2 separate regions of the Rattus norvegicus genome follow, and region 1 is linked to region 2. A link is a contact called in public Hi-C data. All regions are on one chromosome and are shown on one strand. The core of a region is the stretch at or near the end of the contact, and the rest is flanking DNA. Distances in the headings are between cores, read along the strand shown.

The links. A called contact is a pair of places that touch in the nucleus more often than the background predicts.
Region 1: a contact with region 2 is called in a Hi-C map of Schwann cells, with 5 times the contacts expected there. The contact joins the promoter of Ldaf1 here to the promoter of Rexo5 in region 2. A contact is called at or near these places in 7 of 12 Hi-C or Micro-C datasets (the A7r5 cell line, the Rat2 cell line, Schwann cells and 4 more) and 1 of 1 datasets of contacts at active chromatin or transcription factors (oligodendrocytes).

Annotation. Positions count from the first base shown.
Region 1 is chr1:183,914,618-183,917,317 of GRCr8, reverse strand. Ldaf1 (lipid droplet assembly factor 1) reads right to left here and starts at 1,399. Exons shown (of 6, transcript NM_194354.2): 1 at 1,374-1,399; 2 at 959-1,001.
Region 2 is chr1:183,598,652-183,601,351 of GRCr8, reverse strand. Rexo5 (RNA exonuclease 5) reads right to left here and starts at 1,297. Exons shown (of 20, transcript NM_001079706.1): 1 at 1,221-1,297; 2 at 784-904. The coding sequence starts at 900. Eri2 (ERI1 exoribonuclease family member 2) reads left to right here and starts at 1,366. Exons shown (of 9, transcript NM_001191114.1): 1 at 1,366-1,388. The coding sequence starts at 1,366.

The DNA of each region.
Region 1 (2,700 bases), core at 150-2,649, 320 kb before region 2:
TATTCTTAGTTTATGTCTCCTAGAACATATGTCTGGGTTGGAAAAAAAATAGGATCTCCTTGCAGCTAGCCTTATATACGTTATAGACCTGTGCTCAGTAGATTCCGTCACAGTGCCCAAAATAACTGGATATACCACTTGCCTATTTGGTATTACATGAGGAAACACACCTTACCAGTGTCTACACCACAGAGTCTAGTAAGCAAACCTTCATGACACCAGCTAAAGAGTCTCTCCCCTTGGTCAGGAGAGAATCAACGCCTGCATCATTATTTATGTTGTTAAAGCAGCAGCTGGCGCTAAGATTGAATATAGGATGGCCTCAGGCTTCAGTTTACCTAATCTCATTTCCACAGTGGGCTACAACAAATCAAACTACACCCTTACAACTCTTCTTTGGCCTGGGAAACGCCACTGAACCGGTCTGGAGAGCCTGCTGAAAGCAAGGGTAGGAAGAATGCGGAGGAGGACCGCAGTCAACAATTTCCTGACCATTTACTCCTTCTAGGGTCCTCTGCAGACTCTGAGCAGCACCACAGGGAAGGTGGGACTGCACCACCCCAACCAGCCTAGGGGGAGAGTAGGTGCCCCGCCTACTCTCAGTTTTAGGGGGCCTAGTCAAGTTCTCTGAGATCGCGCCCCGCCCCTTTTAAGGTTCCAAATAAAGCTTTGGCTTCCGAGTCTCGCATCTTGCAAACAAACCGCCATCGCGAACGTTCCAGCTGCCAGTCGGGTCGAATCCCCAGATGGGGGCAGGGCCTTCGGGGCTCCTGGGAATTTATTCTGGACCCCATTTCCGATGAGGGTTGAGGCTTTCAATTCTAAGGCCAGGGATCCACAGAGAAAGAAACCGGTGTGAAGTGGATGGGTCTGATCACGACTATGGGGCACAGAAACTAAGAGATCGGAACTCAGGGCAATTGGGGATCTTGTCACTAATCACTTGGGGCAAACCCACCTTTGACACCTGTAGCTCCCTCCTGCTGTGGCGCATGGCACCCCTGTTGGAGAAGGTGAGGATGCTCAGACCAGACTCCACTTCTTCCCACTCAAGAGGGAAGGTAGGGCCTCTCCGGTGGGTTGGCATTGGTGGCTCCTCCCCATCCCGTCCCCTCCCCAATCTAGCTGCCAGTGTGTAAGCATGGAGATGGCTGGAAATGGTGGATGAGATCTCCCTGCGAGCTCCTAGCCGCGCCCAGCAACTCAAGGAGACAGGCAAAGTTCATCACCAACCCATAGGCGGGTGGCAACAGGCTGAGGAAGCTAGTGCATTCTCCCGCGACCGCCCCTGCACTCCCCCGCTTCCTAGGCCGAGCTTGGAGGGTTCAGCCAGCCGGGGTCCTCTACTTCACACCCCAGCTTTGCTCTCTCACCTGGTGCTGGCTGCCGCAATACCCCGCCCCGTAGCCACAGAGGGCGCAAAGCGAAGTGGAAGGAAGAAAAGAGGCACAGGCCTGACTTGGGGAAGGAACCGGACTCGCTCCACCTCACCAACAAGCGCTCTTCCTCTACCGAAGCCCCGCCCTTCTGTCACGCCCCTCGCCGAGGCTCCGCCCCTCGCCCCTTCTCGCGGAGGACCAACCCTGGCCCTCGCCCCAGGCTCAAGTCCCCGCCGCGCTTTCCCAGCCTGGCCAGGAAGAGTAGTGTATCCAGACGTCTAGCTGCTCGGCTTGACACCTTTGCTAGGCAGCCCGCTTCTTCCTACACACTCTAGGAACAACCCCCACAAACTTTTAGGCTCTAGTGGATGACTAATGAGTAAATGACTGTCTGGAGACAGTCTCTTCCTACACCGGTGGCTTGGAGTGAAAGTTCTGGGGCCACATTTTAGGAGGATTGGCAACTAGAGGTGGGATTATAGTGGCAGAACTAGTTCTGGATTCACCCCTAGAGTTCAAGTCACACCAGTCAATCAGTTAGGTAGCTCCTGTACTGGAAGGTTCTAGCCATTATGCAGGCGCAAATGTTGGCAGCCAGAGAATCTTAGAGAGGGATTATCTCCATTTTACGGATTTAAAAACAAAAACAAAGAGCTAGAAACAAATCCTCTTCTCAAGGACGCTTGGTAGAGAAACCCATGTTTCCCGGTTTCAAATGTAGGCCTGAGGAACCCCGTTAGTTACTCAATATTAATACTACTGGCATTTGAGATGGGACGAAGTCTGCTTCTGAGATGTCTTGTGAGCACACTGGGGTGCTTAGTGGCATTCCTGGTCTCTACCCATGAAATAAAAAAATACAGTAACAGACCCTCCCAGTTGCAATAACTTAAAATGCTTCCAAGGGGTTGGGGATGGGGTGCGATCATCAACCATCAGGTAGGCAGAAGCACTGCTGATGAACTTACAGCAGAAAACTATGGGCTGGGCCTCTGGAGTCCCCATCTCAGTGCCCAAGCCTAGGTGTCACTGTGTAATGTTGCTGAACCACACAGTGCTCTGAGCCACATCTTTTTCACCCATTAAATGAGGAGAAGGGCAAGCCCAGGTACTCGTCTGCTGCTAAACAGGTCTCAGGCTCTTTTCACCCAAAGTCCTGGAGTGACCCACCTCTCTCCCAGAGCCCTGTACCAATAGCATCCTGGAGATGGGTAAACTCTTGGGTAAAAAGAGAAATCACAGGGTTTTACTGAGGACAACGAAAAAGATGCCTTTAAAGGACTGAGTACCTCTCAGGCACGTAATAGGAACTCAAAAATAT
Region 2 (2,700 bases), core at 48-2,547:
ACCTATTGAGCCACATTGCCAACTCTTAGCCATACACAGTTTTGAGAAATTTATTTGTACTAAATTATTTCTTAGAACTTTTAAGTGGGAACTTACCACTGCTCCCATTTTATAACAAAGAAATGAAGAAATGGGTAACAAAAGCACAACTGGAATGCAGACCCCAAAGATGAAGCTTTTTTTCATCTCTGTACTACCCTTTCCCCAAGGGACTTTACATCCATTTGCTTTATAACCTCCCCACCCTAATCTAAATTTTTTCCCTATCGATTATATAACCACAACTTTAACATGAGAAAATGGTTCAGGCTAAATACACTTTTAAATGTATAATAAAAATTATATATTAAAAATTCTCTTTTTGATGAAACATTATAAAATACAAATATTAGGACATCCTATTACTGATATCATTCATCCATCTAATCATTTCCCTAGGATACATTCCCCATCAAAATGACCATTCATACTTTACTTCTTCATAAATATTGTATGAAAACAGAGAATCCTGCTTAGGTGTACATGAATATTCCTGGAACATTTTCTGTTATACGGATCTTAATAAATATTTGTTAAATGAATATTCTGTGTACCAGACACTGTCAGTTTTAAACTATCCGTAGAGCCTAGGATAGGTGGCATCCGGTTGACTCAATTTTACAGAGCAGAGTTCAGTGAGGTCAATGGGTGAGCCGTTATCCTTGTGCAGGGACCCTTCTGGAGAAAGTGACTCCTAGCCACAAGTGACTTTGGGCAGGTTTCCTGGAGCTCTCCTCTGCTCACCTTGGCTTGAGGCTCTGGATCCTGAACATCCCACGAAGGTCTATCCAGCTCTGTAGTCAAGGCCGAGTTCGGGGTCTCCTTCCTTTTCCTGGGGTTCTCCTCCTCCTCTAGCTCCATCAGGCTGTAGGGAAAAGATCAGGTGGAGCTGAGGACCCGCAGCGACCAGGAAACCGCGTCCCAGCGGCTCTCCAGCGAAGCGCTGTTGAGGCGTGACCGTTTATTTTTCCCTCGAAGCAGCTCGAACCAGTTTACTACGCTTGGCTCTCATAGAAAAAGCCGCGGACCTACGCCTTTTCCCTCAGTGCAGACTATAAGTCCGCGTTTCCTCAGTCTCAGGCGTCGCGGAGTTCGAAACGCTCCCTGAGGCGCGTCCTGCGCAGAGCGAGGGGCTCCCCCTCCACAAGCGACTGTCCACTCCCCCCAGGTCCCGAACCAACCCTAGGCAACGCCCCACAGACCGCTGCTGAGGGCCGCCGCTGCCCTACAGGAACCGGCTTCGTCTGCCGCGCCCGCGTTTAAACAGACCGGAAGTGAGGGCGTCCGACTTCCGGCCGTTGAACTCTGCGAAACGTAAGGTCCGGGATGGCGACCAAGCGGCTGGCACGGTACGCTAGGGGTTTCCCCTCAGGGTGGGCGGCGGTCATCCGCAGGCGTTTGGTCTGGATCTGAAAAGGGTCCTGGTCTTCTCGGTCTCGGGCTCCAACTCGCCTTTCGCGCCAAGTTGGAGGAGTCCGAGAAACCCCGGTCCTCTGCGTGGCGCGCTCTATCAGGTCTGTTAATTCATGGCCCCTGGGAACGCCTGGAATGTATGTGACAGCGCTGCACACTGTACTCAGACTGGTGCCACCGCACCTACTGCGTCCAAGTGACCTGCCTTGTCCAGTTTTATTGTCAGAATTACTAGAGACTCTCTCGTCTTTTGGATACGCTGTGCACATTTGACATTTGTGGACACAGTGTGAACTTGCCAGGCATAGTGGAACAGGGGCCTACAACACCAGCGTGGCAAGTTGGAAGCCAGCCGGTGTCCACATGGAGCTGTTCAAGCAGGCTAGGGCTATATAGTGAGACCGTCTCAAAACAACAAAACCAGATCCAAAACAAACCCCTATCTGATGTATTAATGAATAGCATGGGTTTCAAGAGTGAAAAGTCTTATCAAAGGTTAACATGCTATAGCTATCTTTAGGCAAATTGTTTACTTTTCTCGTGCATAAAATACATGTTGCAAACATATCTTCCACCTAAAATTGTTTAAAAGACATCACCATCCTAGTTTAATATTTGCTGAAAAAGTGACTAGTAAATATTAGTTTTTCGTTCCAAATCCCTATATTGGCTGCACATCTTGTCTTTTTCAAATAGCCAAAGTAGCTATTCCAGGTGTCTGCCTAGTTAAAATTGTGTTCATCAACATTTGGGACCTTTCTTTCTTTGGACTGCAGTATATTACTGTTGGCAGTCTTTTATCATAGATTCTTCCAGTAGTACTCTGGTAATCTTACTTCCTCCCCTAGATTTTTAGAGTTTAGGAACAGGCTCCATCCCCTTAGAACATAGCGAAGGCTTGGAAAATGCAAAAATAGCAAAATCTCTGTAGTGCATCTTTCCAGTCATTTGAGTTCCTCAATAAGATTAGTTGCTTGTGAAGCTCATTCAGGTAAAATGGACACTAAACTCAAGAGAGGATGGCAGTTAGCACAAAGACCCAAGACTTAAAATCTATCCCTAGTTTCCTTCTGTCAGCACACAGCTGTTGTTTGAGACAGGGGCCTGCTATGTGCTGTAAGCTATTCTTAAATTCAATTTTGCCTTGGCCTGCTGACTGCTGAGCTTACAGCTGTGTGTGCCCCTACACCCAATTCCACTCGCAGTACATTAGTGATGATTTCACCCTTATTCAGGGCCATTAGTTTG